Linked DNA regions of Mus musculus: all the other regions are linked to region 5. A link is a contact called in public HiChIP or PLAC-seq and promoter capture Hi-C data. All regions are on one chromosome and are shown on one strand. Each heading gives the region's core, a stretch centred on a gene start, on an enhancer-like site or on the middle of the called end of the contact. The rest is flanking DNA. Distances are from core to core; before and after follow the strand shown. Region 1 overlaps AI661453 (expressed sequence AI661453). Region 2 holds the start of Taf8 (TATA-box binding protein associated factor 8). Region 3 has its middle 17 kb from the start of Taf8. Region 4 holds the start of Srf (serum response factor). Region 5 holds the start of Ubr2 (ubiquitin protein ligase E3 component n-recognin 2). Region 6 has its middle 20 kb from the start of Taf8. Region 7 holds the start of AI661453 (expressed sequence AI661453).

Region 1 (3,787 bases), core at 1,168-3,667, 450 kb before region 5:
AGGGCTAGCTAGTGTCCAGCCCTTTCATCTGAAAGCCGACTGAAGAAGCAGCAATGGCCGCTATGTCCTGAGCTGTCAGGACACCTTCTTATATTAATAAGGGGCTTCCCACTTGAGGTCCTGGAGCAGCCCTGGGTGCTGACAGGAGGAAGCAGTCTGCACAGATAGATAACTCTCGCTTTTGGGAGACCCAAGTCTACCGAAACCCACTGCAGAGTTTAGAACCCCTGCGAAGTGTTTGGACTGAGGATGGTGAGGAGGAAGGAAGGTAGCCGGGACAGTGCTGCTACAGAGATGGACAGCAGCCATACGCCCCTCTTCTGCACCCCGTTCCCCGAAGAGTCCGCCTCCCTCCGCCATGCTTGTTTTCCCTTTTCCCTCCTCAGAGTGCTTAGGAGAGAGTCTGCTCCCAGCTATGTGATGCTGGGGACCTGAAATGGAACCCCCACGCTGTGTCCTGACAGCAACAAACAAACAAAGCAGAGGGATCCTATCCACTAAAGCTTAGCCTTGCTTTGTTCTGTGCTAGGGATCAAATCCAGGGCCTTGCTCCTGCTTGGTGATGTTGACCTCTGGCCTTTACACACTCCTCCACTTGCTCTAAACTCCGCCTCTGAAACTTACTCCATAAGGGGTCAACCCGATAATTCCATACACTAGTCAATCATTACCATGGGGAAGGCAGTAAGAAAAACAGCAGGGGAGGGGTGTTAAAAGGTGCTGTTTAATTAGGAAGGCCCACTGGGAAGGTGACCTCGGAGCAGAGGGGTAAAGAGTGGGCTGCAGAGCAGACCCCGGGCTGAAAACCTGCCTGGTTCGCTAAGGAGCTGCCTTTAGGAGCTGCAGAAGGGGAGAGTGAGGACGGAAGCGGTGACTGAGACACCGCAGTTCTCAGGAACCTTTGCTCAGAGTCACACGGGGTGTCACCAGCCTGATTTCACCAAGTGGCTCACATCCATCCCATACACTGAGTCCTCTAGAGTTAGCACTGCTCTTCTCAAGCAGGGAAAGTGTCCTGGGGACGGAGCTAATCAGGCTATAGCTTATAGGCTCAGAGATAGGTTTGTCTGACCCAGGTCTTCCTGCTGCCTTCTATCCTGCTGTGACCCGGGCCCTCCCTGCTCTCACCACTCTCTAAAATGGGTGTTAGCCAACCTTGACTCTCTGCATCTCCCTGGCCCACTGTTCTCACCCACCTTGACCAGTAGTAGCTAAGAGGTGCCGGATGCTGGCTTTGCCTCCAGCTGGGGGAAATGGAGATGTTTGCTTGCTTGTTTTATTTTGTTTTAACTTCAGGGCCCCAGCAGGGATGAAAGGAAGCCACAAGATCAGAGTTCTCTTACCTCCCACTTCTTTGTCTGCAAAATCTTCTGGGACAGACGGGGTGGGCACAGCCAGCCCATGGTTCTCCTGGGCATTCTGAAAGAGACCAGGGGACGTGGAGGGATGAACAGACAACTCAAACTGGGCTGTGAGTCTCCCATTACCAAAGAAACTGCAGGAATGGTAGTAGCCATACAACTTCTTAAGTGAACACATTTATTTTAGATTAATTAATTATCTGTGCAGTGCCCACAGAGGCCAGAAGGTGACAAACCAGAGTCACACGCGCAGTTGAGAATGAGCACTCAGGTCCTGAGAACTGCAAGGGCAGCAAGTGCTCTTAACTGATAAACCATCTCTCCAGCCCACCCTGTGAGTGAAGTTTAAAAAATAAATCTGGGTTGGGGATATATTTCAGTTGGTAGAGTGTTTGCCCTGTAGTATATACAAAGCCCTGAGTTCGAGCCCCAGTAGGGTAAAAACTGTGTGTGGTGGGGTATGCCTGGATTTTCAGCGCTCAGGGCAGATTAGGGAGGTCAAAGACATGCTCGGCCACGTAATGAGTTTGAGGCCATCCTGTGATACAGGATACAAATGTCCTGTTGGTTTTTTTTTTTTTTTCTCAGCTAGAAATGCATGCTTTGGGGTTCCCATTCAGGGTTGTTTTTGTTTTTCTGCTTTATGCATGTATGAGAACAACCACAAAAGCAATGTTAGTTACAGATCAAATTTGCAAATACAGAACCAGCAAAGACGAGGATCAACTACATCGGAATAAGAATCTCAATTCAAAGCAAACTAAGGAGTCAGGCACGTGCCACACACATATCAGGTGATCCCGGTCTGTATCATGAGTCTCAGCTACAGTGAGGCCCAGTCAAAACAAAACAAAAGCCAACCAAAAAAGCCAAAATGAGGGCTGGTGAGATGTCTCAAAGGGTAAAGGTGCTTGGCTGCCAACGCTGGTGGCCTGGGCTGAGCTGAGCTGGTCTCTGGGACCCAGAATGGAAGGAGAGAACCAGCCCCTGGGGACTGTCCCCAAGCCTAACACAAAGAACCTGCAGTGACTCAGCTGCCCCAAAGAACCCGCCTCCCGACCTCCAGTTGACTCCAGGTCTTCACCAGGAATTTACAGAAGATAACTAAGTGTTGAAGCAGGGCTCTGCAAGCAGTGCAGGCGTCTCTGATCTCTCACCTGAACCAAACAGAGCTGTGTTTGCACAGCTGTCTGTCTGAGAGTCTATTTTGCATTCTCTCCGCACCCCCCTGCCCCCAACACATTTCCATAGATCAACAAAGTGCACACACCTGCCATTTGGGAGCTTGGCAGAGCACTACATGTGCTTCTCAGGGGTCTCAGTGGCCTGGCCTCTGGCTCCCAAGTCCATTCTCCTTTCCCACTCACTTAGCACACCAGTCTATGTTCTAATCCAACAGTCTCCCCACCACCACAGTCTGCGTGCTTCCTGGGCCTGGAGTTGGGCAAGCCATCTATTTCTCCTTTATTTTTCTTCAAGCCACCGTCCTTGGCTTCAGAGTCACTATGTAGCTGAAGATGACCCTGAACTTCTGGTTTTCCTGCCTTCACCTCCCCAATGCTGTGATGGCAGCTGCCACCACCACACCTGGTTCTGTGGTATTGAGGATTAAACCCAGGGCTCTGTGCATGTGAGGCAAGCACTCTGCCAACGGAGCCACATCCCAGTGCCCCTCCCATTAGTTTCTAATAATACCAAGAATGCTCCTTGTGCCCTACTCGAAACCATCTCCGTCACCACTCGATGAGAAAGATGTCCCCTGCATGTACTGGGTGAGGAAAAAGACATCCGGAAATGTCTCAGAAGTAATTTAAAACATACAGCTACAGCTGGCACTGCTGGACCCAGGCTCTGGACATTGCACCTCACCACAGCCCTTCCTTTAAGGACTAGCTCAGCTGCCCTTTGTAAAGGGGCTTTGGAGCAAATGGACTTGATGTTATCAGCCCTGCTACCTCACCACAGGACTGAGAAAAATACTTCAACACCCCCGGGTCTGTTATCTCTACCTGTGAACTTGTGCTAAGCCCAGAAGGGACCCATGCACCCATCTGTGATGATCTGAATAGGCACAGCCCCCAAAGACTCAGTTATCTGAATACTTGGTCCATGGGGAGTGGCACTGTTGGGAGGTGTGGCCTTTTCGGAGGAGGAGGTGTGTGACTATGGAGTTGGGCTTTGAGGTCTCATATGCTCTAAGTAGGCCTTGTGAGGCAGTCTCCTGCAGATTGAGAGTTAGAACTAACCCCTGTCTCCTGGACCCCTGACTCCTGTCGAAGTTACTGCCCCCACAGCTCCCACAGGAGAGACTTGGGTAGGAACAGCACCAAGCCTTCCTACACGCAAATAAGGTTTCCCCCAAACTCTCAGTCTAAGCCAATGAGAGGTGCCTGCTGTCAAACCCTGAATCACCCCCAGAACTGTAT
Region 2 (3,640 bases), core at 1,121-3,620, 490 kb before region 5:
TAACAAGCCTTAGGATTCAAACCCAGCGACAGCATCTGGCCAGGCATAACCACCCCTGCCCCTGTCCCCTAGATTAGGATGGATAAGGAGAGGCAGTCTCTCTTGAAGAATTTCCAGACCGTAGAGGCTGATGGGTAACATGGGCACACAGTTCTGGGGGTGAGAGAGACAGGCTTCTACGCTCACTAAGTAAACACTAGAGGCAACAGTGCAGGAGAATCACCCAAGGAGCTTGGTGGTAAGACAAAAGCCAGCACCCAGGTATAGGCTGTTGCCTAACTTGCAAGAAAACCCCGGGTTCCCCTAGCACTACTTACATTGAGTAAGACGGTGAATTATTGTAGCCCCGGATCTCTGGAGAAGGAATGGGTAGGATAATCAGGGTAGGGTGTTTGTCTTTGTTATTGGTCTGTTGCCTGAAGACACCACTCACGACCAAGGCAACTCTTGTAAAAAGAAGCATTTAATTGGGTCTGCTTGCAGTTTTAGAGGTTTATCAGTCATGGTGGGGAGCATGGCTGTGTAAATGGCGCTGGGACAATAGCTGAGGACCCTATGCTATATCCTGGTGTGCAGGCTGACAGAGGCTCACACTCAGAGACAGAGAGGCAGGGATTGAGAGAGAGACAGACAGACAGACAGACACTGGGCCAGGTGTAAGCTTTTGAAACCTCTAAGCCCACCTCCAGTGACACCTCTCCTCTAACAAATTGCCCAACTCTGGTGACTTAGCATTCAAATATTTGAGCCTAGGGGGTCCATTCTTATTCAAACCACCATGACATTCAAGGGGCAAAGTTGCTCCAGTTAAGAGTACTCTTCTCTTCCAGAGATTCAGTTCCCATCATCTACCTGGCAGTTGTGACACTCAATATGAGTGCTCAAATTTGGGTCATCTCCAAGAGCAGTATGTGTTTGTTCTTTTTTTTTTTTTTAAGATTTTATTTATTTTATGTATATGAGTACACTGTAGCTGTCTTTTAGACACACTAGAAGAGGGCATCCAAACTCATTGCAGATGGTTGTGAGCCACCATGTGGTTGCTGGGAATTGAACTCAGGACCTCAGGACCCCAGGAAGAAGAGTCAGTGCTCTGATTGACCACTGAGCCATCTCTCCAGCCCAGTATGTGTTCTTAACTACTGAGCCACCTCTCTGCCCCAAAGTGTATTTTTAAAAGAGATTTATTTGTTTCAATTATATGAATACACACACTGTAGCTGTCTTTAGACACACCAGAAGAGGGCATTGGATCCCATTACCGATAATTGTAAGCCACCATGTGGCTGCTGGGAATAGAACTCAGAACCTCTGGAAGAGCAAGCAGAACCAAAGTGTTTTTTTGTTTTTAAATATTTATTTATTGCATACATGTGGGTATATTGGTCTTGTCTTCAGACACACCAGAAGAGGGCGCCAGATTTCTTTTTCTTTTTTTAAAATATTTATTTATTTATTATATACACTGTAGCTGTCTTCAGACACACCAGAAGAGGGCATCAGATCTCATTACGGATGGTTGTGAGCCACCATGTGGTTGCTGGGATTTGAACTCAGGACCTTTGGAAGAGCAGTCGGCGCTCCTAACCGCTGAGCCATCTCACCAGCCCCTCTTTTTCTTTTTCTTTTTCTTTTTCTTTTTTTTTTTTTTTACAGGGTTTTCTCTTTGTAGCCCTGGCTGTCCTGGAACTCACTCTGTAGACCAGGCTGGCCTCGAACTCAGAACTCCACCTGCCTCTGCCTCCCAAGTGCTGGGATTAAAGTCGTGCACCACCAAGGCCCTGCGAAGGCGCCAGTTCTCATTGTAGATGGTTGTGAGCCATCACGTGGTTGCTGGGAATTGAACTAAAGACCTCTGGAAGAGCAATCAGTGCTCTTAACCGCTGAGCCATCTCTCCAGACCCAAATTGTATTCTTAGTGTATTTCTGAGAACTTACTTCATACAAATGGCTTTGTTTTTGTTTTTATTTTTATTCTTTTCTTTTCAGGGAAAGGGTCTCCTTATGTAGTCCTAAACTGGCCTTTAATTCATTGCATAGCCCACGCTAGCCTGGAACTCTAGATCCTCTGGTCTCAGCTCCAAAGTGCTAGGATTACAGACGGCAGGCTCCTGGACAAAATATGTTTCTTTTAACTCAGTGCATCTCACAGTGCGTCTTCCAGATCAATTGCTACAGCTACTGACTTAAGTGTCCAAGAAAGCTTGGGTCACACAACGCCACGTGAGCTTGGGCTATCCCGAGCTCCCTCCACCCCCACCCCAGACTCACACGTGTTCGTAGAGCTTTTCTATAAGGCGGGGCACCCGCGGCCCCGCCCTTCTCCACCTCCCACCCCGCAACTACAAGTCCCATCGTGCCCCGCGCTCACGCACACTACGCAAGAGCAAGATGGCTGACACGGCGGCCGGGCCTGGTGGCTCCGGAACGGTAAGGGTGGAGAGGCGCGGCGTGAAGCCGAAAGAGTTTGGGTCTTCTGGATCTCTCCCACGGTTTGGGCCACGGTCTCGAACCGAGAAGCCCAGGCCCGCTCTGAGACCCGGGGCTGGAGAGTATCTCTGGCCGTAGGCGGTCCCCGCTGCTTGGCTTTTGGCAGCGGCCTCCTGAATTGCTGCATCTGAGACTTGATTGGCTTGTTCCTTGTTGAGGTGGGAACCCGGAACTCCTTCTGATTGGTCTGAAGAGGCTGTTTTTATCCTCTTACTGGCCGGCCGAAGTTGGAACTTCGTAAAATATTTACTTGCTCTGCCTTTCTCTGCGGTGATGCCTAGCTCTCCTCTGCATCCTGTGGTGGTAGCTGGTTTAATTTTCCTGGTTACTGAAATGGTGTGATGGGACAAGAAGATAGTAGATTTATTCGCTCAGTACCATCATTCGTGTATATATTCTTCCTTTGCTTTTCCCTCTCTCTTCCTGCCTCCTCTCGCGCCTGCCTCTGCCTCCCGGGTGCTGGGAATAAAGGCGTGCCCACCACAGACCCGCTCCTGTAACTTTGCTCCAGAAAGAAGTGAATGGGGCTGGAGAGATGGTTTAGTGGTTAAGACGGACTTGCTGGTCTTTCAGAGGACCTGAGTTTGGTGGAGTGGCTCACAATCACCTGTAACTCCTGCTTCACGGAATCCGGGCCAGCGCGGCACCTGCACTCGCAGGAACACACACACGCGCGCAAAACACACACATCTAGTGGTTCAAAGTCTCACTCTGGGCTTCTGATTTCCAGAGACCGGGAAGTAAGCAATCCACTAACCCTGCTGATAACTACCATCTGGCCCGGAGGAGGACCCTGCAAGTGGTTGTGAGCTCCTTGCTGACAGAGGCGGGATTTGAGAGTGCCGAGAAAGCGTCTGTGGAGACACTGACAGAGATGCTGCAGAGCTGTGAGTACCAAGAAACACTAGGCCCGCTGTTTCCTTTACAGACCCCCCCCCAGCTCCGTGAACTCCATCCCAGATTCTCTCTCCCCTTCTCTTGGAAGACTGTTAGAGACTCAGCTTCAGGCAGAAGAAACACACATGTCCATTGTAGAATGAGACTGTTTCGATGCTTATACATGTGGGAGAGACACAAATAGCAACCTTGTCATTTCAGTCGTCTGCAGCGGCATTAAGTGGCATTAAGTGTTACACAACTCTCAGCGTTA
Region 3 (3,388 bases), core at 889-3,388, 470 kb before region 5:
ACTGCAGAAAGAACAGACTAAGGCTTGCGGGCAGTTTAAAACCTGTCACTAAGGCGGGCTCAGGGGAATCTTGTTGAGCAGTGCCAAGCGCCTAGTGACATGGCCACTTTTGCAGCCAGTCCTAGACACCGGTGCACTGCCAGGTGCTCTTCAGGCCCTGGGTCAGGCCAGCCTCTCCTGGTGTGCGACCAGTAGGTTATCGCTTCCTCTTTGACCTTGTTCCTTTGCCTTCTGTTGTAGATGTCCTCGGCCAACATCTTGGTCTTTCTTTGATGTTTTTTCCCCATGTGCCTACCCAACCAGAAGGGTCTTGGAAGTGCCATCTCTCATGCCAGGGACATGGTTCCTCTGGTCCTCCACCTCCAGACGTTTCTGCCCAGCTGGTCTCAGCATCCAACTATTTGTACCCAGTTGTCTGGTTTTTGTCCTCTGCGTAGACCATGCTAGGTCTTGTTCATTTGTGTTTAGACAGCACACTCTTCCTCCCTGCCAGTCTGATGCTGCCCCACCCAAATGCGCAGGCTCCCTGCTCTTCCCCAGCCACATCCCCTGCCAGGGTAGACCATTCTCAGCCCTGCAGTAAGACTGGAGATCCTCCCAGAGACTGGCCACCCCTAGTCCAAATGTCTCCAGTGCAAACCTGGCCAATGAGGTCCCCTGACAGGTCTTTGTCTTGCAGGTCACTCATCCTCCTGTGCGCTATTTAGCAGATAGAGGTCCAGAGCCTCTTGTGTATGCTGAACGCTTGGCACGGTGCCAACTCTAATGATACTCTGCTGAACAAGACATACATAGTTCCTACCTCCAGGGAATTCACTCTAGTGGGAAACTACACAAAATGAAACTAAAAGTGTTGTAGGCTGTAGAGGGTGCCAGAAGGGGCTTCTACCCTGCAGGGAGAAAGTCTTCACTTGGCTCCTGGTTGTCCTGTGCCTCTCCTTCCAGCCCTTCAGCCTGTCCCCCATTCCACCCTTCCCTTCTGCAGTCACTCAAACAGCAGTTGAGCTTTTTCTAAGGGAGACCATTTGGATACAGACACTGACAAATACCAGGGTAGACCTAGGTCCCTGCTTCCCCAGCTCTTACAGTGTGTGTGTGTGTGTGTGTGTGTGTGTGTGTGTGTGTGTCAGCCCACAGTGTGTCTGTGTGTGTGTGTGTCTGTGTGTGTGTGTGTGTGTGTGTGTGTGTGTGTGTGTGTGTATGTGTGTGTGTGTGTATGTAGGGGATGGAGGGGCAGTGGACAGCCCACAACACACGTGGTATGTCAGTCCCGTGGTGCCATCAGAGACCTGGAGGAAAAGAATTGAAGGATGGGACAAGGAAACTAAGAGCCATAAGGGGTAGGTAGTGTGCAAAGCTTGGGCTACTAACCTGGGGAGCAGGCAGTGGCCAAAGCCTTCACAGAAGCCAAGCAGGCACTGGGGCTTGGGAGGAGAGGCTGGGGGAGGGGCCAGCCAGAGAACCGAATGGCCTGTCCTCCACCCACCCTGCTTCTTTCAGGATCTCTGACAGGGGATTTGAGACCTGTTGATATAGGCCATATGAGCAGCCACTTTGTGGGGGCAGAGTTTGGTGCCGTTCTGGCAGGGCAGATAAAGGCAGCACTTGTCACAAAATAGGGCAGGAGGAATTATTGTGGGAGCTGCCCTTTAAAAAAAAAAAATGGCCTAAGAAGAACGTTGTAGTTGAGTAGAGCACAAAGTGCAGCCATCTTTGTGGAAAGAGAACAGCAAACAAGCATACTCTCTGTCAGAGGCAGGAGCGTGTGTGCCCCCAGACTGTAGGCAGACTTGCACGGGAGGGTCAAGTGGGCTCAGTTCAGCAAGGGCTTGGGGTGCTGTTCAGAGGGAGATGTGGAGGCAGAGGACCATAGGCAGGGCTGGGAACAAGGTCAGTCAACTCCTCACAGAGGGTGGCATTTCCCAGTTAGGATTTATGGTGGGGTGAAGGGGTGGAGCAGCTAGAGCTAGCCATTCAGGAACTGGGGGGGACGGACTGGCCCTAGCCCCAGAGAGCCAAAGTGTACCCTACCTAAGAAGAGGCAGGAAACAGAAACCTACTGATAGCCTGGAGGACACCCTCCTGTGGAGGCCTGTGTTACCAGGGAGATGGGTAAACAAGAGGGAACCTGTTCTGCCTCCTCTGACCAAGAGAAAGAAGGGGGCTGGTCTGAGGCCTCTGCTGAGATCTCAGTGGGTGGGGTTGGCCCAGTGAGCCTTTGAAAGAGGAGGGTAAGCAGAGGGAGGATGGGAGGGGAGGCAGAGGGAGGAGGGGAGGGGAAGGTAGGCAGAGGGAGGAGAGGAGGGTAAGCAGAGGGAGGAGGGGAGGGGAGGCAGAGGGAGGAGGGGAGGGGAGGCAGAGGGAGGAGGGGAGGGTAAGCAGAGAGAGGAAGGGAGGGCAATAGAGTGCAGCTTGGAGCTGGCCTGAGAGGCATGAGATCCAGGCCTCCTTGGGCCTGGGGCTCTTGTCCCATCTCTGTGGAGCCAGTGTAGAGTCAGTTGTAAGGAGGCCTTGCCCTTGTAAAACCTGATTATACCAGGCTGGGGGTGGGTTGGGGCATTTCTGTCACTTCCACATCAGTAAATCAGGACGATCCCAGGAAAGGGCAGCTGGAGTGGATGAGGCTTCCCATGTGGTGCTAGGAAGAACCACACCCCTTTATCCTGAGGGTCCCAGGCTCTCCAAATGCCCCAGGGCCCAGTGCCCTGCTGGGCACACTCTCTACCACTGCGTGACATGTGACATCCCCAGCCCAGAGGCATGCCCAGGGCAGAGCAGGGAGGCTCTTCCCAGTGTCTTTGTAGGAACAAGAAGAGCCTGAGCCTTGTCGTTTATTGCCACCTCTGAGTTTTCCTGGTGACAGGTTTATCATTCTTCTGTTTCGCTCAGGGTCACCCAGAAGCGAGTGCTTAAGTCTCTGACCATCAGCGTGCACAGCCCCAGCTGCCAGTCTGGGGAGAGGAACCAAGCCTACAGGTACAGATTTGTCATGGATGCTTCCAGCCCTGGAAACAAGCGCAAGGAATTTCCCCTCCTGGTGTTTATGGTTTAGGTCCTCTCCATTTGCTTACATCATTGTTCCGTCTTTGTTAGAAGCTATTTTATTGACTCGTGAACAGATGATGTATGAATTCAGCACAGAACTTGGAAGACAGAAGAAGATATAACACGTACCTCCCTCTCCCACCCCAGGCTCTCTGGCCTTTCCCCGAAGCTCCTGATGAGTCAGTATGGTTTTATGTACCAAACACACATGTAAATATACCCTTTTATAGCGGGATAGATACCGTATAAACAGTATTTTCTCCTAGTGGTTAGTGTGTCCTCTGTGCGAATAATAAAGAATTTCTTTTTTTTTTTAAGATTTATTTATTATTATATCTAAGTA
Region 4 (3,632 bases), core at 772-3,271, 450 kb after region 5:
GTGTGTGTGTGTGTGTGTGTGTGTGTGCTCGTGCACACACACGTGTTACTTATTATATTACTAAGGCTAGCCGTTGGACCCATGGTCATTCTATCTTCCTGGGTGTTGCAAGAATGAGCCACCCCATCTAGCTAGCTTATTCGTTGCTAGCTAGTACAACAGAACGAACCAATCGCTTTCTCCTCACAACACTTAAAGGAAACCCATTTCATTAAACACACCAGGAAGTTTGTGACTTGCCACATGTAGCCCCAATTACCTAGCCACAGGCCACTGCTGTGGCTTCCTCTACTCTTTGCCCCCTTTAAATCTGGACTTAGAACTTGAGGGATGGGCACTGTCTCAGGGTGTCTACTGCTGGGACGAAACATCATGACCCAAGAGCAAGTTGGGGAGGAAAGGGTTTATTCAGCTTACATTTCCACATTGCTGTTCATCACGGAAGGAAGTCAGGATAAGAAACAAACAGGACAGCAACCTGGAGGCAGGAGCTGATGCAGAGGCCATGGAGGGGTGCTGCTTACTGGAAAGCTCATGGCTTGCTCAGCCTGCTTTCTTATAGAACCCAGGACTACCAGCTCAAGGATGGCACCACCCACAGTGGGCTGGGCCCTCCCCCATTTAGCACTAGTTGAGGAAATGCCCCACAGCTGGATCTCATGGAGGCATTTCCTCAACAGAGGCTCCTTCCTCTCTGATGACTCTAGCTGTGTCAAGTTGATGCCAAACCAGCAAACCAGCCAGTACAGGTACCAACACCAGAGAATGGACCAGGTCACTTGTTTGTGTGAAGATGTCAGATCACCTGGAATTGGAGTTAAAGATGGCTGTGAGCCACCATGTGGTTGCAGAGAATTGAACCCAGGACCTCTGGAAGAGCAGCCAGTGCTCTTAACTGCTGAGCCATCTCTTCAGCTCCCAATGTTTGTATACTTTTCTTTTTGATTGGTTTTGCTATATAGTCCTGGCTGGCTTGGCACTCACTATGTAGGTCGGGTTGGCTTTGAACTCCAGGCAATCCTCCTGTCTCAACCTCAGGAACAGCTAGAATTAAATGTGTATATCACACCGTCCGGCCAGATTTAAATAGTTTCAGTAACATAGAAGTGCAAGATATTTTCTCTAGCTTGGAGCAAAGATTCAGACTCTCAGACCCTTAACCTGGGCTTTGTAACACCCACGTTTTAACCTTTCTATCTTTTTATTTTTTAATACTCCTGTGGACCTGTAATGTCGATCACTCTCTTGCTTAAATTTTCTATCCCACTGTACTTTCAGGCCTGTGCTTTAGCCTCGAGACCACCCCCCACCCCCCTTTTAGCACAGCCGGCAGCTGGAAGTCTTCACTGATCTCTCACTTTCCGCCCTGCCCCCATCATGGATGGGAGGATGTCTCTGTGCCTCCTCCAGATGTGTGTCTGCCAAAGATACCCCTCCACCCCCAGTGTAGAGGATGATGAACGATGTGACCTCGCAGCCAGACTTGTGGGAAAGTGTTGATCCTTTGAAAAGAGAGGGAAAGGCAAGAGTGCGCGACAGAGCCGCTGGGCTAGCGGAGTCGAAAGACTCAGGAAGTGGTGGGAGAAGCGCTCCAATCTATCCCTGCCCTCTTTCGCTGGAATTAGGAAGTCTTCCTCTTTATTTGTTTCAAACCCCATCCATTCAGGGGTTCCCTCTTCTGCCCTGCAGTCCTCTCCCAGGCTTCCTTCCTCTAGGATAGTTTCAACACTCCACTACTCTCCAACCCAGGGGGGCGGAACTGGTTCGGCTCCACTGTTCCTTTAAGGAGTTGGCTCCTCCCTCCCACGGAATCGCGGTCTGACGCGGGGATGACAGCAGCGAGTTCGGTATGTCTATGCAAATAAGTGTCCCCTTCGGGCCAATGGGGAGCCTAGGTGCCGGAAGCGCGGACCAATGGGGCGGGGGCGCTGGGGCTCGCCATATAAGGAGCGGCCTCGCCATAAAAGGAAACATTGTATCTCTTTATATGGGGGGGGGAAGGGTTGGGGGATACCTCCGCAGCCAGCGCGTGGTCCCGGCCCCCTCCACCCGCGGTCTCGGCCGCGGCCAGCAGCCCCTGCCCCGCGGGGGACGCTGACGGCCGCAGGGCGCGCCTCCCCGGCACACGGACAGGGGGCGCTGCGCGCGGCCTGGGGCAACCCCGGCCATAGGGGCAGGAAAGTGAGGGCCCAGGTCGGCCCGGGCGTGCAGGGGCCCCGGGCTCGCAGCGGCGGCCGCGGCAGCAAGAGCGGCTTTAGTAACAGCGCGAGTGCCGGGTGGAACCGAGAAGCCGATGGCGGCAGCTGCCCCGATTCCTCGCTGACTTGCCCGTCAGCCCTCCTGCACTGAGCGCCATGTTACCGAGCCAAGCTGGGGCCGCGGCGGCTCTGGGCCGGGGCTCGGCCCTGGGGGGCAACCTGAACCGGACCCCGACGGGGCGGCCGGGCGGCGGCGGCGGGACTCGCGGGGCGAACGGGGGCCGGGTCCCCGGGAACGGCGCGGGGCTCGGCCAGAGTCGTCTGGAGCGGGAGGCTGCAGCGGCAGCGGCGCCCACCGCCGGGGCCCTCTACAGCGGCAGCGAGGGCGACTCCGAGTCCGGCGAGGAGGAGGAGCTGGGCGCCGAGCGGCGCGGCCTCAAGCGGAGCCTGAGCGAGATGGAGCTCGGCGTGGTGGTCGGTGGGCCTGAGGCGGCGGCGGCGGCCGCCGGGGGCTACGGGCCGGTGAGCGGCGCGGTGAGCGGGGCCAAGCCGGGGAAGAAGACCCGGGGCCGCGTGAAGATCAAGATGGAGTTCATCGACAACAAGCTGCGGCGCTACACGACCTTCAGCAAGAGGAAGACGGGCATCATGAAGAAGGTACCGGAGCCGGAGGTTGGCGCGCCCCGGGGGGAACCGGAGGGTGGGTGCGCTCTAAGGTAGCCCCGGAGCGAGACAGAGCCGAGGCGGAGGTGAGAGGCGGGCTAGTCCGCAGGAGGTGTGTGGGAGGGGATGGTTGTACCCTGGCCTGGCGAAAGGGGAGGGGCCGCCGGGGAAATATGGGGAGAGGGGAGATGCTGCGAACGTCCGGAATCCTGGGCGAAGGCGCCGAGGTGGGAGTGACCAGCGCGCGGGAGACAGAGGGTCCTGGAGGAGTGCAGGATAACCAGACGCCGGGATCCGCAGATCCTCTGTGTCCTGGTGTGCGCGAAGGGCGGTGGGAAAGGGAGCAGAAGGTTTGGAGATGAGGAGGCAGGAGTTGGATGACAGCTGCAGCGAGAGAGCTTGAGTGGGAGGAAAGGTGGGCATCGCTCGAGTTGTACGGGCTTTGAAGGACAGGCAGGGTTAGGAACCAGGTGAGGAAGCTAGGCGGGAGAAACTGCTGCTGCCTTGAGGAACAGCGAGCTGGGACCAAGTCCCGCCCTGCCCATGTGTCTTCCGTTGCTTTCTGTGGAAATCTCATGCTGCCTCGGGGCTGGCTGCAGAATCGCCGGCCTTTGGTACAGGTAGGGTTTCCAGCTCTAGAGCAAATCAGAGTATGGAATGTTGGGGGGAAGTCAGGAAGATTTGTAGAGGTATCATTTGCCAGATGGTATCCTATCAAAAGTGGCAAGGATGGGAGTCGTCTTGGAGTCTAGAACAAACTGTAAGGGATGG
Region 5 (3,596 bases), core at 723-3,222:
CATTCAGGAGACCAAGTCAAGAAGGTACCAAGTCCATGCCAGCTTGGGCTACATAGGAGATCCTGTTTAAAAACAGGCCTAGGAGTACATGGGAATTGAAAATGGAGCCATTAGATCATTTTTAGAAGGGCATGAAGGTAGGAGTGTGCGAAGGTGAGGGTGGATCTCAGAAGAAAGGGTTTATTGCAGCTCACAGATTCAGAGAGTGAGTCTACATCTTGGTGGGGGAGCCTGGAAGCAGGTAGGTAGGCATAGCGCTCAAGCAGTAGCTGAAAGTTTACAACTGACCCACAAGTAGTAGGCAGAGGTAGGAGCTAACTGGAAAGGGCTAGGACTTTTGAAACCTGAAAGCCCTCCCCTAGTGACACACCTCCTCCACACAGTTCCACCAGTGGGGAAGCAAGCATTTAAATATATGAGCCCCTTGAAGGGCCATTCTCATCCAGACCGCCACACACGCTCTTCCAGGGTCCCACTCCTGACTTTAGCTCATCTAATGCCTTTGTGTTCCCTAACCACAAAGGTACCACCATTTTGTGCTCTTCTCTTTGGCTACCAGGCTTTTAAGACAATGGCCCCCCCAAGTAATAGGAGTTGGAAAAGGCTGGGGAGTCTGGCATCAACCAGAGCTTGAGCTTGCCTCCCAGAAAGAGGTGTCTTACAGTTTCTACAACTTGCAAGAGAGACTGGAGTCAAGATAATGATGGACCAGCGATGGACTAGGACCACACCTTGACCAGGGCTGCCCTTTCTTTAAAACTAAACCTCATGTCAGGACTCTGAAAGGTAGTGAACTTGAGGGTGGGCAGATGGTCACTGGACCTTTTTGTCCCTCTCCCCAATGTGGCTATATCGAATAAGTCTCCTTTCTCTGTCTCTTCATTATTGCTTATCTCTTTAATTGTTATATTGAGGATATATGCTTGAGCCTAGCTTGTTAGAGCCGCAGGTTCCAAGGTCTAACCCTAACAACTCCAGTACAAGATACCAGCCTCTTCCTACAGGGCAATTAGGGTTTGTCTGGTCATCTGTGAGAGCCTAATCTTCTCCACGAAGATAATTTAAAAGATATTCAAATACATGTCACAAATTACAGTCAGTGTATATAAGCCTCCAATCGGTCTGCTTTTAGATCTGCTTCTGTCAGTATAGTCTTAAAGCAATGCAGCTAAAAAAAAAAAAATATCCAGTATTTCTTCTGTTGCTTTGTGGCCTGCCATTGAACCTTAAAGTCTTTTTTTTTTTTTTTTTTTTTTTTTTTTCCTTGACCTTTTGAGAAACTGCAAAAAACAATGGCAGTCGCAGCTCTAGCCCTGGCTCTCCCTCCGCGCAGCCGCAGGAGTAGGCAGGCTGGACGCGGAAGTAAGCGCGTGCTTCCAGGGTTGTCTGACTCTGAGAGTTGGTCTTTAAGTTGATTCGTTGGACGCCTTTTCTGATGCAACAAGACTTAAGGAAAGAAAAGGATATATATCAATCAATGGTCATAAATTAAATGTCTTGCAATTGTACCTTAAAACTTTTCAAAATCTCGGTACTAAATACACCTCGGTGACTAGTGCCAGGATGACAAGGCATTAGAACCTCCGGGATAGAACGCGCGATTCATTCATTCTTTTGACAATTGAGGGTTTATCAGATACCAGACTTTTGACAGACAGCTGTGTGTCTATCGCGCCAGGAATGATTATTCTTGGTGCTGGGGAGATAAAAAAAAAATGACAAGAATAAATAGGACTAAGAGACTAAGACGAGATCTCAAACGTTATTTCGTTCTTCTGGTGTCAAGCCCCTCTCACGGATTCTAAATTGTCTTTTTCCAGGCTTCCGCCAGGGGATGGACTACAACTCCCATGATACTCGTGTGCCGCTCCTTATTAGAGGCTTCGCTTCTCTCCCTGGCCGCTCAGGGGACGACTACAGTACCCAGAATGCCCTGCTCCCTCGCTTGGGTGTTTTTGCCCCTCTCTTGGCGTTGAACGCGGTAGTGGCTGTCCGGAGTGCCAGGCCTGGGGTTCTCGGTGTCCTTCCCCCGGTCACGGGCGAGGAGGCGACTTGACTTCTGGGCGCCGAGCCCGGGCGCGCGCGCAAGCGGCTGCCGTCCCCGCTGCAGGTTCGCGTCCCGCTTTGCTCCTCGCGCATCTCGGCTCGGCGGCAGCCCGGACGGCCCGGGACTGACGGCCCCAGGACAGGGGTGACCGTCGCGGCTGCGGGAGCAGAGGCGAAGCTGAGGCCCGGGGAGAGGCGACAGCGGCGAGAGCACCCGGGGAGAGGAGGAGGAGAGAAGATGGCGTCGGAGATGGAGCCCGAGGTGCAGGCCATCGACCGCAGTTTGCTGGAATGTTCTGCCGAAGAGATCGCAGGGGTGAGTGCGGGAGCCCGGGAGGGCTACGTCCGGCCCTCGTAGGCCGCGCCCCGGGGGAGGAACAGAGTCCTGGGAATCCCGGAGCCCGCCACTGACTTCGGCTAACAGCGGCGCTGGCCATGTCCCGTGGGGAAAAGGACCCAGGAGGCCATCGAGCCTGCTCCGCGCCTTCGGTGCTCAGATCCTCCTTATACGCGGCGACTCTTACTACAGAGCTTTCATTATCCCTAATTAGCTTCACTCTCCATTAAGTCTACAACACTTGGGTTTTTGCCCTATATGCTGGCTGTTGGAAGATGGGAGCGAGCGGCTTCCTAACGTTGTCGTATAAGCGCCCTACTTTACCTTCTGATGCCATTTCTTAGGATAAGCGGAGCAGTGTCTGCGCCGAAGGATTCTATCCTCTCCCAGCTCCAACTTTGTTGCTGGGGGGCGGGGAGGGGAGTTTACCCAGGCTGCAGGCAGCACAGTCCAACATTACCCCCTCGGTGCTTTTTTAAAAAGTTGTTTTGCACTTGTTTATTTCGTTAGATGGTAACCTTGGTGCCTGTGTGTAATGTAGTGGTGCCTCGACACGTTTGCTAAGCATGGAGGCTGGCAGATTTAAAAAAAAAAATACATAATTTTTCTAGGAGTTGGGAAAAGTTGGACGGAGAACAAACGTTATATAACTTTGAAAAAGCAGCTTTGGTGAACAGATGCAAGCTCATTAATGATAGCGTTGATCACAGCCTATCAGGAACCCTTAGGCCCTAAACTTAAGCCATTCAGACACAGTAAAGACTTAAAATGTAGTATCAACAAGCGCCGATACAAGTAGCAAAGTTACAAAGACAACAACTTTCAACAAACTCAGCGTCATCTTTTGCCAGTGAGGGCAGGGGACACCTATCAGAACAGATTGTCCACGGTGACTGTAAATAGCTCAGACAATTGGGAGCCTAGTCTCAGAGGCCTCCAGTTGAAAAAGCTCCCAGGAAATGAGTGACTCTTTATTTAACACATCATCACACAGGATGTTAGGGTCAGTAGTTGGGATGTGCCGTCGGTGATGAATATTTGGAGTGAATAGACCAGAGGAAGATAGTTTGGGTGAGGAAATGAGAGGGAAGTGGGGGTAATTTAAAAAAAACAAAACAAAACAAACCACTGTTGCCTGGTGAGTTTTAAGTTTTGTATTCTTGTGAGGCTAAGTAAGGTGTGAAGTCTGTTTTCCTGTACTCTGTGTGATATC
Region 6 (3,844 bases), core at 798-3,297, 510 kb before region 5:
CAAAGTAGTCAGAGACAAAAATCCGTCACACAGTAGGTGCTTGCTAATAATAGATGCTATTATTATGGAGATAGGAATGTCACAGGTACAGCTGGAAAAGAGATATGAATGACTTCCCCAGGGTCCAGGAAGAGAGCAGAGGAGAGGCCGAGGAAAGGAAACTGGCCATAAAGAGGAAGAGAGAGTCAGAGCTAGGGGTGACATCAGGGGAGGGAATGAGAAGACAGCCCCGGGAATGATGGCCACACCAAGCATGAGAGAAGGCGGGGAAGCAGCTGAGGAGTCTATCAGCTGCCTGCAGCTCAGACAATCCTTGTGCCCATCTTGCGTTTGCCCCCGCCCTGGAGCCTCTGCCCCGGTGGCGTTGGCCACCCTCATCGCCACGACCCTTGTTGCCACATTGTCAGCTGCTGTTTCTTGCCGCACTCTCCTTCCTGCCTGCGAGGGCAGAAGGGAAGCAGCTGCCCCCAGAAGAGCTCGCTCTCCAGCCTTGGAGGCTGGGGCTGCACGTGGTGGTGGGAAAGAGATCTGGAGACAGGCAGGCCGGAGTCTGTCCCCGGCGGGACGCATGCACTCAAGTGCTGCTGTGCGATCTCAGCAAGTCGGGTGACTCATCTAAGCCTTCATTTCCTTGTCTGTTCAGTATGGATAATAGGATAAGACGAAGGAAGAAGAGGGTCTGTGTCTGGCATAGAGCGAGCGTTCAGTACTTGCTGGTCACTACCAGGCCTGGCTTTCTGGGCCTGAATATACTGCAGCTTCCTAAAACGTAGCCGGGTTCCATAGAGGCCTTAGGATGTACCGCTCCTATCCCGAGATTCTTATACACAAGCGGCTGCCCCTAGCTCTCTGGGGCATTCATTTATTCAAACCACTGTTCAGGGGTCAGGGTGGCTACATAAGTGAGGATATGCCTAGAATCTGTCAAACACATAGTATCTTGGAGGGTCTTGGGGGCCTCAAGGAGTCAGTTGAGTACAGAGGTTTGGGAGCGTGCCAGCAAGAAGCAGGTGACCCTTCTGCGTGTGTTCCCATTGAGCCAACTTCCTGCCAGCAGCTAAGACTCCCGATGTATCTCAAAGCTAACACCACCCTGCAGGCCCCTGCATCTGACCCTTGGACAACCAGGCTAGAAGCCACATCCAGGCTCAGGAACACAGAAGTCATCAAACCTTCTTCAGGACAATGAAGACACTTCCTGATGTGGCCCAGGGCCTTCCTGAAACCCTGCATTCTTCGGACTGGGACTGCTTATGGGGGTATCTTGAAGAAGGGGTGCTAATTGCTACTCATGGTGGCCCCAGGAGCCGGCCTAGCCCTGGGGGATGGGCAAGTAGTGGCTCCTTGTAGCTCTTAGACCCCAGGCTAGCGTGTGTCGAAATAAGGTCACTAGTAAGAAGTCTCAGGAGTTATGGAGTCTCTCAGATCCCTGGGACCAGGATACCTTCAGGCACTATACTGAGGAATAAACTCCCATAAGCCAGTCAAAGCGGCCCCTCGTAAAAGTCACTGTCAATCCTTTCTGTACTGAGTGCCTGGGGAGGCAGAGAGCAGAAGTCTCCAGCCCAGTGAATACTCCTCTCACCACTAGACCCCAGCTCCTGCCTCAGCCTCCCCAGCCTGGCTATCAGAGCTTAGCCCCACTCTATTTCCCAGGCCTTCCTAGATTACCCAGGGGAGAGTCTGAGGGTGGCCCAGCCTGGCAGATGGGGGCTGGCCCTGGAAGAGGCCTCTCTTTTCCACCTCCGGCCACCTGTCTCGAGTCCTCAGTCCTTCCAGACAGCTGGAGAAAGGCCCCCGAGAGCCTCTGCCTAAAGAGGGGGCTGATGTGGGAACACAGCTCACAAGGAGCTAAGCCAAGGCTGAGGGGAGGCCCTCAGAGCCGACGGGGATGCCGAGTGTGCTCGGGTGGGGGCGGGGCGGGCTGGGGGAGAAGTAGGGATTGGGGTGGGATCACAGAACGGAATGCAAAGCTTGTTCTCCCCGGGGCACAGCTGTTTATTTTGATCCCCTTGTCAGCTGCTGCCTGTTCCTTATCTCAGGGCTCAACGGAGACTCCACCCCCTCCTCTGTTGCTGAGCTGGAGAGGCAGACTCTGCGGGATGCTGCCCAGCTTCCTGCTCCCACCGCAGTCTTCCCCCGGCCCTCCACCCTTGCAGCCCCAGGCTGCTCAAAAGGACTAGAGGAAGCTGGCTTTCTTCAGACCTACTCTGTGCCCTTTTGAGGGTAACTACCCCCCCTTATCTAACTCCGCCCACCCCAATTGTCATGACGGCCTGAGCTGGGCACCCCCGAAGTGCCAGGCAGGACACTTTTAAAATTTTGTTTAATTGGTATAACGGGACTTGAAGAGAGGACAGAGAGTTGCAAGCTGGGGTCCACACCAGGCTCTGGGCCTTACTGAGCCCTCCACTGCCAGCTTTACTCTTAGCTCCTACAGCTTCCAATGAGGTACCACAAACTAGCGACACTTTTCCCATAAGCTCATGGAACACTCCTAGTACATGTTCTATTCTTCCTGTTATTATAGAACTGGACCTTTTTTTGGGGGGGGAGGGGGGTTTCAAGACAGGGTTTCTCTGTGTAGCCCTGGCTGTCCTGGAACTCACTTTGTAAACCAGGCTGGCCTCGAACTCAGAAATCCGCCTGCCTCTGCCTCCCAAGTGCTGGGATTAAAGGCGTGCGCCACCACCACCCAGCTTTTTATTTTTATTTTTATTGAGACAGAGTCTCACGTAGCCTGGGCTGCCCTCCTAATAGGTACCCCGAGGAGGACCTTGAACCCCTGATCCTCTGTCTCTACAAATCCTGGGATTATGTAGCACTGGGGGTCAAGCCACACACAGCTGCAGCTGAAATGTTCTTAAAAAAAAGAAAAGGCAAAGCCGGGCGTGGTGGTGCACGCCTTTAATCCCAGCACTTGGGAGACACGCCTTTAATCCCATTTGTGGTTTACTTCCCTTAATTGATTATGCGTCTTAATGTATGGAGAGTATATCTAAACTGTATGTATGAGAAACCCTCACAGCTCCGCTTGGCCTTAAACTGGCGATGTCGTTGAGGCAGGCTTTGAACCTCCACCCCCCGAATTCTAGGATTACTGTAGTTTATGGAACTGAACACAGGGCTTCCTGCACGCTTACAGAAGCACTCTACCAACTTAGTGACATTCCTAGGTCCCATTCTCTCTCCCTCTCTCTTTTGGCCTGGAACTCACAGAGATCCTCCTGTCTCTGCCTTCCAAGTACTGGGATTAAAGGCATATGCCACCATGTCCGACTCCCACCCTCTCATTTCCCTTCCTCCCTCATCTGGGGATTAAATCCAGGCCCTCAGCCTGTTAGGCAAGGGCTCTCTACCACGGAGCTCTACCCCTGCCTTCTTTTGAGGAGACCGTTCCCCACCAGGTTACAGTAGTTCTGCCTCTCTGCAGGGCCATCCCACCACCTGAAATGAGATTTTCTTCTTTCCTTGATGTCCTGTCATCTTGACAGGACAGCCCAGCCCCCTGCTGAGCTGCGCTTCCATCTGTTCCTTATCTACGGTAAATGCAGAAACCAGGCCCCTGACCTGTACCCCAGAAACCTGTCACCAGCACCAGGTGTCACCGACACAGGCCCACCTGGGCAGAGGTAAGACCAGCTCCCTGTAGGGCCCTCTTTCTACCCTCGGGCACTTCTGTCATTTCCTAGCTCCTTCCTGAAAAGTGTCTCTCGGAGCTCCCAGAGTAGACTCTTTGCTTTACTTTGGGTAATCCGTTTCTGGGGCTACTAGAACCTCAAGTTACAGATTGATCCCCCACCCCGGCCCCCAGCCCCTAGCCCAAATTCAGTTTGTTTCCGAT
Region 7 (3,700 bases), core at 1,027-3,526, 430 kb before region 5:
GCCTGTGAGCACCCCAAGGGAGCACTGGAGAACACAGGAGAGCCAGGCTGATGTCCACCCCTTCCCAAACCCCAGCCCAGGCACGCACAGCCAAGCTGAGTCAGCTGAAGGCCCAGCCCTGCCCTGGGGACAGGGAGGAACTGTCCCCTAGACTCCTGCCCTGACTAGACTGCTAAGAGCTTACAAGGTATCCTGTCCCTCTTCTCTCTCCAGGCCTGATTCCGACCAACAGTCCGATCATCCAGACAAAATAGGGAGGAAATGTGAAGAGGCTGTTCCGAGACTCTTTGAAGAGAAAGGGGTGGTGGTGGTGGGTGGGGACTGGTTTTTCAGGCATTCACCCCCAAATCCCTTCCTCCAGAGAAAAATCAGAAAGCCTGCTAGAGTCGGGCTCTGCCTGGGTCCAGATGTTGGCTCTCTTGCCAGCAAGACTCTGGGGTACTGGAAATTCTCTCACTTGCTTGCTGGTGACAGCTACATGAGTTAGGTGTCTACTGAAGAGCATCTGTTCCTATGCGCTGGGAAAATCGCAGCTCTACCATTTAAATCTTGCGGTCTTGGACCAGGTCTGTAACATCCCTGTTCTTTGGCGTCCTCATCCAGAAAGCCAATAATAGCATCTTACACTAGACAGAGACTCAGTGAGTCAAAGATCAAACGTTTTAGGAGAGTTTGCACCTAGGAAAGGTGGGTGACAGTTTGCTATTGATGTCTTCCTTCAGGCCAAGGAAGGTGTTGGGGCATCCCAGAGTACACTTAGGGTTCACTTGCCAGCACTGGTATCTTCTTTGCCTAGACACGCCCCCACTTGGTCCTGCTCTCTTCCCCATTACTGAAACCTGTGCTCTGTCAGAGACAGCCTTCCCTCTCCACTCTGAGGCTAGGTTCCCCTCAGAAATGCCTCTTCTCTTTCTCATGCACCTAAAGGCTGTCTTCCAGCAGAGGCCCCCAAAGGGCAGGAGGGCATACTCTTAGTTTTGCTTGCCTGCTGGTGAGAGATCTTTAGGTCAGGGAAAGGTGACATCTTGTTCTTGCCCTGGCCCCCAATGTAATCATTTGGGTGTTGAACAGAACTCCAAGTACCATAAAGGTGATGAGGAAGGCAGGTAAAACTAGGGAGTGATTGGTGACACACCCCTGTCTCCCACTTCAGACACCAGAAGCATGGATCAAAAACAAGAAGTGAGTACCGTTCCCCCATTTTCCCGGGGTTCCCCCCAGTTAAGAGTGTATAAACTGGAGATTGACAAAGAGATAGGAGTGTCCCATAGCCGGAGCTGGGGAAGGGCCAATTTATTTCCAGTAGTTTGCAAAGACACACCACCCTTGATTCAAAGGGTCCGCACTCTCCTCTGTCCCACCTCTGACTCTTCAGTCCGAGACCATAGACAACCCAGATCCAAGAGGACCTGGGCAAGAGCATGTGACACTCAGCCCCCTTCCCTCCCCACCCCCAACCAAACCAAACAAAGCTAATTTGATGTCGCAAATGGCTGGCAATCTGCTAACAGTGGCCTGCTCGCTGACTTTCCTTTCTCAAACAGAACGAACGGCAAGGGCACCTGAGGCAGGCTCTCTCTGCGGGACAGAGGAAGCGGAAAGGACTAGGGACAGACGTCTAGATCTCTGACTCAGAATGCGGATATGTGGTAGGAGACACAGCAAAGACAGCCACACAAACAGAAACCCTACCAAAGGTTATGAAGGGAGACAGGGAACGGCAGGTGAGGGCGGCAAGGATCGGCGGCCTCACTTCAGGGGTTCCCTGCACCTCTCTGACTCGGGCTGCCGCGCCTCCTTCCCCTTCCCAGCATCTCCTCAGCCGGTCCACAGGTTCCAACGTGTCCCTGCCCCAGCCCGCTTTCCCAGCGCCCAAGTGACGCCAGAGCCAGGAGGGAAGAGGCGCCACGGGGAACTCTCCCTTGTTTTTTTTTTTTTTTTTTCCCCCAGCCGGGGTGCACTCACCAAAGTCCCTGGTTCCCTCCTCTTGGGCCTCGTGGGTGAAAATCCAGGGTGGATTGGTGGCGTAGAGGGACGTGGTGGAGGGGTGGGCGTGCTTCTTCCCAAAGAGTTTGCTGAAAGTGCCCTGCATGGTCTGGTTCTTTTTCATGCTGCTGCAGGCCGATCTGTCCCCGAGGGAAGGACCTTCCGTCCCTAGGCCTGTCCTGCTCCAGACTGAACCCCGCAGCGTCTTCCCAGGGGACACTAGCAGGCCATGGTCCCCAGCCGCGCTCCCCGCCCGCGCACCCGGCGACAGGTGGTGCGGGCGCCGCCGCCGCTCGCCTGGAAATGCGAGCTACCTGGACAGGTAAGAGGCTGCCGCCCGGAGCCGGCCCCGCCCCGCCGCCCAACTCCCCGGGCCACATTCCTGCCTCCTTCCACAACAGCCTATTGTTGGCACCGTGCGCTGCGCGGAGGACCTCGCCCGGCCCACGCCCTGCTGGGGAGCAGAGCCGCCCCCTGCCGCGGGTTCCCTACCGGCACGCCCGATCCACCCCCACTTTTTTTTTTTTTTTTTTTTTTTTTCTGGACCAGGAAAAGCCCAAGGCGAGTTCCTTGAGTCTGTGAGCCCTTCCTGAGCAGATCAGGGTGGACAGTTTAGAAATGACTTGCATCCCAGAAAAGTACCTGCCTGGCCAAGCTAGCATGGCCCAGAGCATCCCGTGGGCCCTCTGACATGTGTGAGGGAGACTTCGATGAATACAAATGATGAATACACAGGAAGTTAGAGGCCAGGTAGAGTTAAGAAATTTCTGCACATTTTTTTTCCTTTTTTTTTTTTTTTTGTTGTTGTTGTTGTTGTTGTTGTTGTTGTTGTTGTTGTTTTTTTGTTTTTCCGAGACAGGAGTGCTGGGATTAAAGGCTTGTGCCACCACCGCCCGGCTAATTTCTGTACCATTTTTTGTTTGTTTGTTTGTTCGTTTGTTTTTGGTTTTGTTTTTGTTTTCGAGACAGGGTTCCTCTGTATAGCCCTAGCTGTCCTGGAACTCACTTTGTAGACCAGACTGGCCTCAAACTCAGAAATCTGCCTGCCTCTGCCTCGAAAGTTCTGGGATTAAAGGCGTGTGCCACCATCGCCCGGCTAGTTTCTGTACCATTAGAGAACACAGGAAGAAACTATCCTCATGGTTAGGCCTCCATATATATTAATATACTAATATATTAAATATTTAACATATTCAATATATAATTATTTTATATATTTCATATTGTTTCTTGTTTATTATTTATATTGTGTATATTATTAATATATTAAAGATAATATATTTAATACATTATATAGTGTGTATATTAGAGAGACCCTGCCATATATGTCATATACATACATGTATGTATTATGTATGTATGTATGTATGCATCTATCTATCTATCTATCTATCTATGTATGGCAGGGTCTGTCTATTATGTAGCCATTGCTGTCCTGAAATTTGTAGACCAGGCTGGACTTGAACTTATGACTATCTCAACTCTGTCTCCCAAGTGCTGGGATTAAATGCTCAGACCACCAAGCCCGATCTTAATGTATATTTCATGAAATAAAATTTAGTCTTTGGCAATTTCATACATAAACAATGTGTCTTGAGCATATCATGCAGGCTATCCCTCTCCCACTCTTCCCTCCCATCCCTTTCTCCTCTTCATCATCCCTCCCCGCCCCCCTTTAAATCTACTGGGTCTAGTTAGTGCTGCCTATCAGAAA

What was found. Promoter capture Hi-C pulls out the DNA fragments that hold promoters and counts their contacts. HiChIP or PLAC-seq counts read pairs in DNA pulled down with a chosen protein or histone mark.
Region 1: a contact with region 5 is called in a FOXA1 HiChIP or PLAC-seq map of pancreatic cancer cells. The contact joins the enhancer-like site here to the promoter of Ubr2 in region 5. A contact is called at or near these places in 2 of 39 promoter capture datasets (cranial neural crest and second pharyngeal arch cranial neural crest), 1 of 15 datasets of contacts at CTCF or cohesin (the NIH/3T3 cell line), 1 of 484 Hi-C or Micro-C datasets (bone marrow-derived macrophages), 11 of 115 datasets of contacts at active chromatin or transcription factors (the NIH/3T3 cell line, embryonic basal ganglia, embryonic forebrain and 7 more) and 3 of 9 other capture datasets (adipose tissue, embryonic stem cells and pancreatic islet).
Region 2: a contact with region 5 is called in a promoter capture Hi-C map of second pharyngeal arch cranial neural crest. The contact joins the promoter of Taf8 here to the promoter of Ubr2 in region 5. A contact is called at or near these places in 13 of 39 promoter capture datasets (the 3T3-L1 cell line, 3T3-L1-derived adipocytes, the HPC-7 cell line and 9 more), 1 of 484 Hi-C or Micro-C datasets (embryonic stem cells), 13 of 115 datasets of contacts at active chromatin or transcription factors (the NIH/3T3 cell line, astrocytes, bone marrow-derived macrophages and 9 more) and 3 of 9 other capture datasets (adipose tissue, macrophages and pancreatic islet).
Region 3: a contact with region 5 is called in a FOXA1 HiChIP or PLAC-seq map of pancreatic cancer cells. The contact joins the enhancer-like site here to the promoter of Ubr2 in region 5. A contact is called at or near these places in 3 of 39 promoter capture datasets (the HPC-7 cell line, cranial neural crest and hippocampal neurons), 1 of 15 datasets of contacts at CTCF or cohesin (the NIH/3T3 cell line), 1 of 484 Hi-C or Micro-C datasets (bone marrow-derived macrophages), 12 of 115 datasets of contacts at active chromatin or transcription factors (the NIH/3T3 cell line, astrocytes, embryonic basal ganglia and 7 more) and 1 of 9 other capture datasets (pancreatic islet).
Region 4: a FOXA1 HiChIP or PLAC-seq map of pancreatic cancer cells shows a contact between it and region 5. The contact joins the promoter of Srf here to the promoter of Ubr2 in region 5. A contact is called at or near these places in 3 of 39 promoter capture datasets (erythroid cells, pre-B cells and stem cell-derived epiblast-like cells), 2 of 484 Hi-C or Micro-C datasets (the G1E-ER4 cell line and macrophages), 2 of 115 datasets of contacts at active chromatin or transcription factors (memory CD8 T cells and pancreatic cancer cells) and 1 of 9 other capture datasets (embryonic stem cells).
Region 6: a contact with region 5 is called in an H3K4me3 HiChIP or PLAC-seq map of embryonic forebrain, with 4 times the contacts expected there. The contact joins the enhancer-like site here to the promoter of Ubr2 in region 5. A contact is called at or near these places in 5 of 39 promoter capture datasets (3T3-L1-derived adipocytes, cranial neural crest, hippocampal neurons and 2 more) and 5 of 115 datasets of contacts at active chromatin or transcription factors (effector CD8 T cells, embryonic forebrain, embryonic hindbrain and 2 more).
Region 7: an H3K4me3 HiChIP or PLAC-seq map of embryonic limb bud shows a contact between it and region 5, with 6 times the contacts expected there. The contact joins the promoter of AI661453 here to the promoter of Ubr2 in region 5. A contact is called at or near these places in 15 of 39 promoter capture datasets (the 3T3-L1 cell line, the HPC-7 cell line, cranial neural crest and 8 more), 1 of 484 Hi-C or Micro-C datasets (pancreatic cancer cells), 15 of 115 datasets of contacts at active chromatin or transcription factors (acute myeloid leukemia, bone marrow-derived macrophages, cardiomyocytes and 11 more) and 1 of 9 other capture datasets (macrophages).

The regions. Positions count from the first base shown.
Region 1 is chr17:47,461,586-47,465,372 of GRCm38.p6, reverse strand. It overlaps AI661453 (expressed sequence AI661453), which reads right to left. Exons shown (of 5, transcript NM_145489.2): 3 at 1,344-1,419. Among named protein-coding and RNA genes, the nearest start is that of AI661453, 27 kb to the right of the region's middle. Within about 2 kb of position 2,417, at least 48 of the 459 cell types and tissues checked have an H3K27ac peak or open chromatin away from gene starts, as enhancers often do. A contact at or near this core is called in pancreatic cancer cells and pancreatic islet, where this site is marked.
Region 2 is chr17:47,501,021-47,504,660 of GRCm38.p6, reverse strand. Taf8 (TATA-box binding protein associated factor 8) reads left to right here and starts at 2,370. Exons shown (of 9, transcript NM_022015.4): 1 at 2,370-2,430; 2 at 3,221-3,377. The coding sequence starts at 2,392.
Region 3 is chr17:47,483,336-47,486,723 of GRCm38.p6, reverse strand. It overlaps a transcript of Taf8 not described here. Among named protein-coding and RNA genes, the nearest start is that of Taf8, 17 kb to the left of the region's middle. Within about 2 kb of position 2,138, at least 124 of the 459 cell types and tissues checked have an H3K27ac peak or open chromatin away from gene starts, as enhancers often do. A contact at or near this core is called in astrocytes, fetal liver, pancreatic cancer cells and 1 more, where this site is marked.
Region 4 is chr17:46,554,551-46,558,182 of GRCm38.p6, reverse strand. Srf (serum response factor) reads left to right here and starts at 2,021. Exons shown (of 7, transcript NM_020493.2): 1 at 2,021-2,855. The coding sequence starts at 2,355.
Region 5 is chr17:47,008,908-47,012,503 of GRCm38.p6, reverse strand. Ubr2 (ubiquitin protein ligase E3 component n-recognin 2) reads left to right here and starts at 1,972. Exons shown (of 47, transcript NM_146078.3): 1 at 1,972-2,362. The coding sequence starts at 2,285.
Region 6 is chr17:47,519,989-47,523,832 of GRCm38.p6, reverse strand. It overlaps a transcript of Ccnd3 not described here. Among named protein-coding and RNA genes, the nearest start is that of Taf8, 20 kb to the right of the region's middle. RefSeq lists an enhancer at 246-3,048. Within about 2 kb of position 2,047, at least 283 of the 459 cell types and tissues checked have an H3K27ac peak or open chromatin away from gene starts, as enhancers often do. A contact at or near this core is called in effector CD8 T cells, embryonic forebrain, extraembryonic endoderm stem cells and 3 more, where this site is marked.
Region 7 is chr17:47,435,215-47,438,914 of GRCm38.p6, reverse strand. It overlaps AI661453 (expressed sequence AI661453), which reads right to left and starts at 2,276. Exons shown (of 5, transcript NM_145489.2): 1 at 1,966-2,276. The coding sequence starts at 2,110. It also overlaps a transcript of 1700001C19Rik not described here.